2 separate regions of the Sus scrofa genome follow, and region 2 is linked to region 1. A link is a contact called in public HiChIP or PLAC-seq data. All regions are on one chromosome and are shown on one strand. The core of a region is the stretch at or near the end of the contact, and the rest is flanking DNA. Distances in the headings are between cores, read along the strand shown. Region 1 overlaps MGAT5 (alpha-1,6-mannosylglycoprotein 6-beta-N-acetylglucosaminyltransferase A). Region 2 overlaps MGAT5 (alpha-1,6-mannosylglycoprotein 6-beta-N-acetylglucosaminyltransferase A).

The links. HiChIP or PLAC-seq counts read pairs in DNA pulled down with a chosen protein or histone mark.
Region 2: an H3K27ac HiChIP or PLAC-seq map of alveolar macrophages shows a contact between it and region 1. The contact joins two enhancer-like sites. A contact is called at or near these places in 2 of 47 Hi-C or Micro-C datasets (blood and brain) and 1 of 2 datasets of contacts at active chromatin or transcription factors (alveolar macrophages).

The regions. Positions count from the first base shown.
Region 1 is chr15:17,783,141-17,788,722 of Sscrofa11.1, forward strand. All of the region lies in intron 1 of MGAT5 (alpha-1,6-mannosylglycoprotein 6-beta-N-acetylglucosaminyltransferase A), which reads right to left. Among named protein-coding and RNA genes, the nearest start is that of MGAT5, 130 kb to the right of the region's middle. Within about 2 kb of position 2,006, at least 6 of the 83 cell types and tissues checked have an H3K27ac peak or open chromatin away from gene starts, as enhancers often do. A contact at or near this core is called in alveolar macrophages, where this site is marked.
Region 2 is chr15:17,890,308-17,895,448 of Sscrofa11.1, forward strand. The region is part of intron 1 of MGAT5 (alpha-1,6-mannosylglycoprotein 6-beta-N-acetylglucosaminyltransferase A); the gene reads right to left. It also overlaps the pseudogene LOC100152750. Among named protein-coding and RNA genes, the nearest start is that of MGAT5, 26 kb to the right of the region's middle. Within about 2 kb of position 3,479, at least 22 of the 83 cell types and tissues checked have an H3K27ac peak or open chromatin away from gene starts, as enhancers often do. A contact at or near this core is called in alveolar macrophages, where this site is marked.

The DNA.
Region 1 (5,582 bases), core at 756-3,255:
AGATGTTTTGATAATTCAGGACAATCACTCTCAAAGCCTAGAAGGCATCCCTGGCAGGAGAGGGAGGGGTAGGTGGGCAGCAGATGACAGAAATGGATTTACAGTCAGGGGATGATAGATGGATGAAGCCATTATGCAAAACAGAAAACCACCGAAGTTTAACTGTGTCCCCTCCATTTTATCCCTCGCCTCCAATACACTAAATTCATGTCACTTGCCTCTCATGACCACTGGATTTATAAGACCATTAAAAAATACTTTTATAATCACTCTGTGTAAAATACTATGGTCATTATTACAATGATTTAAATGCCTGCAGTAGTGCAGTAGGATCTGGGGGGAGTTTATTAATACCTTAGTGAAACGTGCCATGAATAAGCCACTGGGATATTTGCTTTCAAAAAGTTCCCTGATTTTTTTTTCCCGTGAGATCAGTTCACATTGAGCTCACACTGTGATAACTCCATCCAATGAGAAAAGGTAAACTGGTACCTCATTTCCTCTACCCCACGGTGCTTCTCTCCACCAAAACCTACCCCAGGATCAGCTAAAGCCTTGATTCTCAACCATCATTATGCATTAAAATCCACCTGCGGAGGAGTTCCTATTGTGGCTCAGTGGAAATAAACCCAACTAGTATCCATGAGGATGCTGGTTCAATCCCTGGCCTTGCTCAGCAGGTGAAAGATCCAGTGTTGCCATGAGCTATGGTGTAGGTTGCTGATGTGGCTCAGATCTAGCGTGGCTGTGGCTGTGGCGTAGGCCTAGTCTGGGAACTTCCATATGCCGCACTTGTGGCCCTTAAAAAAAAAAAAAATCCAACTGGGGAGACTTTTTAATGACAAATGCCAGCCCACCCACCTCCGCAAGATGATAATTCAACTGATCTGGGTAAGGCCAGGAAACCAGTGTAATTTTAAGCATATCCCCAAATTCTAAGCATGACTGAGCTCAAGTGTCCACCTTACCAGACAGATAATCAAAGTGAGCAAAGAGGAAAATAGAAGTAAAACAAGTCTGAGGGGAGAAGGTGGAAGATGAAGGAGGAAGGGGGCCATGAGGAACCACAGACCCATCTAGAGGTGGCAGCCACTTTGCAGCTCCAAACTTGGAAAAGCTGAGCGAAGACATTCTAGGGATGGTCAGATGTTCCAATCTTTCCAGAGAAGCCAGAAACCCAGAGTCCCGGGACAAATCTCTCTATCAATGTCTGCACAGATTTCCCTTTAGAAAAAATGTTCTGGGTGACTCAAGTTCAAAGGCATTTACAGTCTTGCTCACCTGCTCAGGCTACCTGATTACAGGTGTCTGTTACTTTATCCTAATTACAGAGCCATTCTTGACTTTCTAAACAGTAGCCACTATTGCTCTCAATCAAATACTGATTTCTGATCATCACTATCGAAGGCTTCAGAGCTCTAGCTTCTCGCTCACATGCTCTACCCAATACAAGTTTGTGGATTAGCCACACCTAATTGCCAAGCCTAAGAACATAGAAGGGAAGTCAAAAGTCATCTAGAAAGACAGATGCAGAACCCGGGATCTAGAAAAGCTAACAGACCTGCCCAGGACCACAAAGACTACTCAAGGTGGGGTGACCACATCTCTCTTGGTATTGGCATTGAAGTCCCCTGTCCTGGGAAACCAAGGCAAAGTGGGATGGTTGGTCTCCCTAGAAGAAGGTCAGAGCCACACCACTGTCCCCTATGCAGGCACTCCCATCAACCTGGAATTCCTGATACATATACACATTCTAGCTTCATGGGTTGCTCCCTGTTAAGATTCAAACTCCTTGAAGGAAGGGATTCAAATCCTGCAAATAAAGTACTTGATATTTGTTGGGAAAAGTCCTCGTGGCTCCTTGGTCAAGAGAGAAGCTCGCTGGTGTGGTAAAGCCCAGGCATCACTGCTCTGGGAATCTAAAAACCCAAGGCCTTGACCATCCATCAGAGCTTCCTTCTCAGCCCCTAGTAACTGCTTCACCACTTCACTGACAGAAAGCTTGAGTAACACAAAGAATGAATCAGATGAGTGACTTTCAGCTGCTTCCTTCTCTCCTCGGACCCACAAAAGCTCCCTCTTGCCCTAATGAGGTGATTACCCAGCATCAAGGGACATGGCATCCAGTGTGTTCTGAATTCTCCACTCAGAAGGCAGGCTCTCAGCCGTGAAAGAAGTCAGTCTTTGCAGCCTCTCGCAGATGCCTGCTTGGGAATTACTCAAGAGCGTCGGAGCTGAATCCAGAGTGTTTTGCGTGGACGGCGAGGCAATCTGGTGTGGCAATAAGATCTGGGTTCAAATCTAGCACTGACATGAATTGGCCATGAGCCCCTCCCTTTGGGAAGCAATGCAAATGGAGATCCAGCTTCTTGATCTGTGATACTTTCTACCTTCCAGGGTTTCAGTTTGCCAAGGGCCTGGCCCTTAATGAGTGATGGCTGTTTCTGAACGATCCCCAGGTCTCCTGTCAGGCCTCCACGGTCAGCTGGGGGATCTCCTGCTACTGTCTGATTTAAAAAAATACAACCAGCCTTCCTGACCTAGTTTTATTCTGAATCAGACAGTGGTTTTCTTACCGCCCCCCAAGTCCCCTTTCTCAAAAGATGCAAGCAAAGCTGTGTGAGACACAGAAAGTGGAGGCAAGTGTCAGCAAAATGTCACCACAACTGACACAAAGGATTTTTCTAGCCCGTCCAGTTTTGATGAGGAAAGCAGCAAGCCCGACTCCCAGTGTTGGTAAACATCACGCTTCAAAGAATTTCCTAGGTCAGCACCTCAAAGTCTGAAATCCGTTCCCCTGAATTCATTACAACCCCGAGTAACATGCCATCTCTCAGAGCAAAACTCTACTTTATGATTCACAGCATAGAGCCAGTCCCCTGTAGATGCTGTAGTTAAAATTACAACCAAAACAAGACCAAAAAAAAAAAAAAACAAGCCCTGGGCCCTTATGTTTTACAATCTAAACAAGATAAAACAAAGCAAGATTTATGCATGCCTGGGAAACAATTCACACGGACATCATTTTAAGCTAACTGTATCTTAGATATAAGAATAAACGGCCACCGTTGTACTAGCATGAAACCTGTTACGGCAGTTCTGACTTTTTACATAAGAAAGTTTGACCTTAGGTCACTGGATAAAATTACACAGCTCAAATTTATTCTTGGCAAGCTCTGTGGGGTATAATCCACTTTGCAAGGGGAAACAAGCAGTAGCTATCAAAATCCTATAGACACTCACCTACGACAAATACTACCACCACTTCCTCAACACTCACAGACTCGGGAATGGCCATGCCATTCTCAAATATCTCCACATGAAGTCAAGAAATAATCCAAGAATCCACGTAACAGGAAGTGTGACATTCTAACCTGACAAGAGAAATGGGCATTAAAAAGCATTACTTAGGTCTGTAGTCAATTTCTAGGTTTTGATATTATTCTAGAACACATAAGATGACACCATAAGGGGAAGTTGGGTCCACAAAACTGTGAATAGTCTTTCTGCAACTTCCTGTTAAATAATTATTTCAAAATAAAAAGTTGCCTTTTAAAGTGTTACTTACGGAGTTTCTTCCTGTTTGGGGATATTTTTCATAATACACAAGTCAAACCCCATTGCAAGTGCCCCCTTTCTACTTATGAGTCCAGGATGGGACTTACACCTAAATACTTTGAAAAGAGTCCACAGATGTTTCTGGAAAACCTCCCCTGTTCAATGAGAACCCCATTCAGTGTAAATCACTGGAGATTTTGAAGAGTGGAGGGACCGCCATATTTGATCTTGGCTGCAGGGTAGAGGGTTGAAGAGGATACAGCTGGAGCCTAGGAGCCCAGTGGGGAAGGAGGCCCATGCCATTCCGGGTGAGGATGGAGTCAGATCAAGGCCTCGACAGGGTGGCCGTCATGGTGGGTAGAAACCTGAAGAGGTCAAATCAGCAGGACAGTGAACAATGATGAAGTGGAGGGAATGGCAGGGAGGAGTCTCAGACGACTGCTGGACTTCGATCTTGGGCAGGTGAGGAAACGTGGTGTCTCATCCACAAGACAGGAAAATGGACAAGCCAGTATGTGAGGAAGGATAGGGAAGGCTGCCTGAAGGTTCTACAGGACACCTGTATTCTACTCCCCCTTCCTCTGGTGAAATGGTGTATTCTATTCCCCTCTTCCTTGTCTGATGGGGCGGAACGTGCTGAGGATGGACAACGTGGCATAGGGATGAAGAGGGCAGCTACTGTTCAGCCCCATCAGCCACCAGGCCCTGGTCATATCCTTCTCACGGTCAACCCCACACTCAGTCATTTAACCCTTTATCCATTTGTCTGGAGAAGAACTACCCAACCAAGATGTCCCCCACAGGATCTAGAAGCACAGGGAGTCTAGCATTCCTAGAAAAGGAACTAAATACGACAGGAAGTCTGACTTAAAAAAAAAAAAATGTTTCCACATTTTTTTCTTACTTGTAGGAGTACACGTTATGGGGAATAGGAAGAGGGTCCATGGACAAACATTTCCAGGTAGACTGCCACAGCCCTTCAAAAGGTTACTTAGAAATGCAATTCTTTGAGGTACAGAAAACTCCAGGAACCGCCACCCCACCTTCAACAAAAGAAATGTTCCGGGAATAAACTACCAAGAACCATAAGAAACACAAGGGACCTCAAAAACAGCTACCTCCTATTACATTCTCCGTATCTAAAGGAATCCTTCCCGTAGCACTAATGATCAGAATTTAGCTTCCTCACTGTGTCCCCATCCTCCATCCCTATCTTTATTCATTGAAAGGCCATTTTCAAATGAAGCACTACCTTGTCAGAGGTAAACACAAGATCTCTCCCTTCTCCAAATCCCAGAGCACTCTGTTTCTCTCTTAGGACTTTTATTAAATGTCTGTACCATGGTTACATTTATATTTGAATTATTCCTAATTATTATATTATATAATAACTATTTGAGTGCTTGCTATGTACATAAACCTTAATTCTCACAATGTAATATCTATTTTACAGAAGAACCCAAGACTTAGAGATACTAGTAAAGTCCAGAAATGCTCTTACAACTCTGTCCTACCACAAGCTGTTCCTTCCTGTAAACCCTACTATACTCCACATTATACGCACGATGTATGGGTTTAATCCCCAGCACAACTAACACAGTTTTCCTACAAAAGACACTGAATAATTATCTGCTAAACTGCCCTGACATATCCCAAACTTTCCCCCAGTAGGGCCACCCTCTGCCTTCAGGCCCTGTAAATTGATAATTCTGTTAACGAGATCTCACCCTGAGTGGGATCTGATTCTTGCCAAGTACTGGCCCTGTCATCTCCCTTAATGTGGAATCCCTACTTCTAGAACTATTTTCTATCATCTGCATCATCATAGTATCACGGTGTGGCTACCCCTTTAAGGCTTCACACACATTCGTCTTGCTGATCTTCACAACACTCCTGTAGACAGTACTACCCCCATTTTACAGATGAGAACTGAGATACAGTGAGGTTAAAGAGCCTGCCCCAAGCCATTCAGTTAGTAAGTGATGACCTGGGGTATGACTAAATTTCAGAGTTCATTTTTTGGA
Region 2 (5,141 bases), core at 2,229-4,728, 110 kb after region 1:
AGAACACATGGACCAATGGTTTTCAACCACAGCCATACACTGGGATCACCTGTAAACACTAAGTCCCAACCCCAGAAATTCTAATTTAATTAGTCTCATGCCTTGCCTGGAAACCAGGAATCTTGAAGTTCCTGGGAAATTCTAACTGGGCAGCCAGGGTTGAGAGCCACTCTGTTAGTCTGAGTCTTTTAGGATAAAACTTAATTGCAGACAAAGAGAAGGACCTTAACCTTTTGTATGCCATGGATACCAGCAGTCATCAGTGACACCCCTGGACTTCTCCTTCAAATAATTTTTTTAAGGTTTGTATTTATTTATTTTTAGTTTTATTGACATATAGTTGATTTACAAGGTTGTGATAATTTCTGCTGTACAACAGAGTGATTCAATTATACATGTATACACATCCATTCTCTTTCAGATTCTCTTCCCACATAAATGATCACAAAATATTGGGTAGAGTTCTCTGTGCTATACAGCAGGTCCCTCATGGCCAATCATTCCACATACCTCAGTGTGCCTATGCCAATCCCAAACCCCCAGTCCATCCCTCCGCAACCCACCTGTCCCCTTTGTTAAAGTAAGCTTTTCAAGTCATTAAGTCTGTTTCTGTTCTACAAATAAGTTCATTTGTATCCTTTTTTTAGATTCCACATATATAGGTACTATCATATGATGTTTGTCTTTCACTGTCTAACTTCACTTAATATGATAGTTTCTCGGTCCAATCCATGTTTCTGCACATGGCATTATTATTTTTAAATGCATCAAATAAAACACAAAACATTTCAAACCAAACAGATCAGACTAAGATTGAATTAAAATTGTGATATGGTGATATGAGTGTTTCTTATGACTACAACAAGTAACAAGATCTAAGAGTAGCTCTGGGCTCTAGCATCATTTTGAAGTAGTGACGTGTTTAAATAACATGTGGAGAAATCCACCACAACTGTAACATGATGTGAAGTTTTTGGTGACAAAACGGACATACTTCTCACACTGGTTTGGTTTGCTGCCTTGGTTCACAACAAAAGCAAATGCCAAACTTCAGTTAGAATTCATTGTACATAAAGGTGGAATTTTTTTTTTCCCCATTCAAGACCACAGATTCCCAGGTACAGAAGGAGGAGGAGAGGGTGCTATTAGAGAATAGAGCTCTAGGACCTATCCCAACATCAGGCGTACTAAGTGCAAGATCTTAGACAGAAAGGAAAGAAAAAAACAAACAACTTCAACCCTGTCACGTGCTAATTTCCAGTAGTGGCTGTTCCCTTTTTCAAGTAACTCTGTAAGGCTCCTTCCAGACATGAAAAATGTACATTTCCTAAAAGCTAACTACACTGTATATTTTAATCACAATATTTTTCAAGTACCACTTCATATGAAAGGATGCCTATTCCCTCAACTAAAAAGACTCAACTGTTTTATCTGCCTCAAGACATCTATCACATGAGTGCCAATATCGTGGGATTTGAAAGGAGGTTTTGGGAAACTTTCTAAGTGTTTAATCAATAGGTTCTTTTTCCTGCAGTGCTGTGCTGCCTGCATAGAACCGGAACACTTTTTTTTTCTTTAATCTGAATTTAACAGAGCATGTACCAGGTATTGAACAGCTCTCTTTGGGAATTAGTCCTAATGCTCACATCCATACTGTACTACTATCCATCTTACTAACACAGAAAAAAAAAAAAAAAAAAAAAAAAAAGCATCAGGACCTTCACAACAGAGCCTGATGTTAGAAAAATCACTCTCTCAGAAGAAAAAAAAAAGAGGAAAAGAGAGCCCCAAATACATTAACAACTGTGTTTGAATTCCAGTTATGAATTAAAAGGTAGGTTTTTTGGGGTTTTTTGGTTTTTTTTTTTTTTTTTAGGGCCAAATCCACAGCATATGGAGGTTCCCAGGCTAGGGGTCCAATTGGAGCTGTAGTACCTGGCCTAAGACACAGCCACAGTAACCAGGATCCAAACTGTATCTGCGACCTTCACCACAGCTCACGCAACACTGGATGCCTACCCAGCAAGGCCAGGGATTGAACCTGCGTCCTCATGGATGCTAGTCAGATTCGTTTCTGCTGAGCCATGACGGGAACTCCAAAAGGTAGCTTTTCGTTTTCTGTTTTTCTTAAGCGGAGGTTATTTATTTTTAGTATTTTGTTATATATATATATATATATTACTCAATGAATTTATTACATTTATGGTTGTACAATGATCGTCACAACCCAATTAAAAGGTAGTGTTTTTTTGTTTTTTGAGGGGTTTTTTTTGCTATTTCTTGGGCCGCTCCCGCGGCATATGGAGGTTCCCAGGCTAGGGGTCTAATTGGAGCTGTAGTCTCCGGCCTATGCCAGAGCCACAGCAACCGGAATCCGAGCCGCGTCCGCAACCTACACCACAGCTCAGGGCAATGCCGGATCGTTAACCCACTGAGCAAGGGCAGGGACCGAACCCGAAACCTCATGGTTCCTAGTCGGATTCGCTAACCACTGCGCCACGACGGGAACTCCCAAAAGGTAGTTATTTTTAACTGGGGTGGGGAGGGACCACCACACCCATGTATCCTAGCAACAGACTGAGCTAAGTAATTCAAAAGCCTTTTTTCTTCAGAGCCATAGCTTTTTTTTTTTTTTTTTTTTTGGCCAGGCATCCAACCTGTGCCACAGCAGTGACCCAAGCTGCTGCAGTGACAATGCCGGATCCTTTACCTGCTGCACCCCAAGAGAACTCCCCATAGCCATGGTTTTCTAAAGAATGGGTTTTAAAACTTATTCCACCAGAAAATTTTTTTGACAAATAGTTTGTCAAACCACAGTTTTCTGACAAAATTCATTTAAAAAAAAAAAAAAAAAGTTCCCGCTATGGTGCAGAGAGTTAATGTGGAAAGTAACATAATGTCTTTTCTATCAAAGGAAATCTTTGGTTACTCCATTTTGTTCAGGCTCTGGCTTCCACTTAATCAACCCTGTGACCCCCTTCCTCCTTACCTCTTTTCCCAGTAACAATTCATTTCAAATTAGCCAACCGGGAAGAATGTGCGCCCTGACCTGACCAATGGGAAGGGGACAGGTAAATCACCTGCGTCAGGGATAAATAGGGAACGGTCCTTTGTTTGGTGTGCACACTTTTTGGAGTGCCAGCGCCTTTCTGCGGAAGTAAAGACATGTCGAGATTTCTCCTTGTCCACATGTTTCACTTTCCGACACTGACCACCCGAGCCAGAGTTATTGTAATTTCCAACATTAAGAATCCATCTGTTTCGGCTCAGGTCGTGCAGAGGCACGTAGGTTGGATTCCTGGTTTCCTAGCTCGGGAACTTCCATAAGCTGTGGGTGTGGCCATAAAAAAATACAAATAAAACTTAGTCCATTTATGAAGCACACAACGCTCTGATTAAATGCAGGAGAGAAGGGCATGGTCAAACCCAGCATGCAGGCTGACCAGGAAGCAGGGCCAGTACTCAGAAGGGAAAGAAAACCAGCCCAGGAAGAGAGGAACAGGAAGCCTGGCCTCTGTAATGTCACAATCGGTGACAACATCATTTCCAAATAAAGTTCTCATTCCATAACTACAAAACAGCTCTTAAAACAACCCTCCTCAAACGTTTCGATTTGAAATGCTCTCAGAACTCCTTTCCTTTGACGCTGTCTCCAAAGTGGGGGAGGGGTGGCATTATTTTGTTTTCTGCTCCTCCTGAGGGCATTTCAGGGGGCGGGAGAGACTCATAATTAATAAGTTGTTTCAACATTAACCAAACACCTTAACAGAACTTAGGATGCCCCAAACTCTCCTTAAAACAGAAGAAAGAAACCCAGGAGAGTTGGCAAGGCGAAGATCGGCACTGTCATAGGTACCTTTAAACCAGCCCAACAGGAAGTCTCAGCCATTTTTCAGCTTTGTTCTTATCTGTTTCCTCCATCAGGGTGGGAAGGTACAAGAGGCAGGGGAGCAGATGAGAAAACTGGGGGTGGAGTGGGGGTGTCAGGGAGGAGAAAAAACGTGCATTTACTGAGTCCTGGCAAGTAGAAGAGGGCTTCCACACGTGTCATTAACTCCTTTAATTTCCCCCATTACCTTATCAGGTAGAAAATCACCTCTGCAATATTTACATGAAAATAGCTGTCCGAGAGGTTAAGCAACTTGCCCAGAGGCACACAGCTCATAAAGGCAGTCAGAATTGGAAGTGAGACCACCCTGGCTCAAGACCAAGTTCTTTTTCCTGCCCCAACTCCTTAGCTTTTAACTTAACTTTCAGCTCAAATTTCAAGATTCAGGAAAACATGATCCCAAGTTCCTAAAAAAAAACTTCCCTAGATCACAATCTCTTGGGGGATAAGGGGAGAACATTAACGAATATCCAGGAAGTAAAAAAGGGGGGGTCCAACTTAAAAAAAAAAAACAAAAACTATGTTGGGGTTGGGGATGGATTCAAGAAACAGCTGTTATTGATGAGTATTTAGGTCCTACTAGGAATATTCCGCAAATGGTTTGTGATCAAGTTTAAAAGGTCATCAACAGTGCATAACTGGTAATGCAGAGAGCCTGTCCCTCCAGGAAAACCTTATGCCTTTTCTGGAAAATACCCTTATTGGTCAACCAGGCTACAGTGGCAGAGACACAAGACACCCAAGGCTTCTGTTAGTGAACCATGTGACTTGTTCTCCCATGTGACATCACTCCTAAAGATGTCAGCACTCCCAAAGATGTCAGCACTCCCAAAGATGTCATGTGACCTGTCTAACCTCCCAAACCAGTTGCCTCCACAACTATTTTGGCCACACATCTCATTAGCAAAAAGTAAGCATGAACCTCTAATATAGGTTCACTTATTAAAAAATAAATAAATAAACATGTAGGTATTTATTACTAAAATGTAAGTCCTTAGTTTTTTGGGGTTTTGGGGGGGTTTTTTTGGTTTTTTTGCTTTTTTGGGTTTTTTTGGTCTTTTGTCTTTTTAGGGCCACACTGTGGCATATGGAGGTTCCCAGGCTAGGGGTCTAATCAGAGCTACAGCTGCGGGCCTACGCCACAGCCACAGCAATGCTGGATCCAAGCCTCATCTGCAACCTACACCACAGCTCATGGCAATGCTGGATCCTTAAACCCACTGAGCGAGGCCAGGGATCAAACCCGAAACCT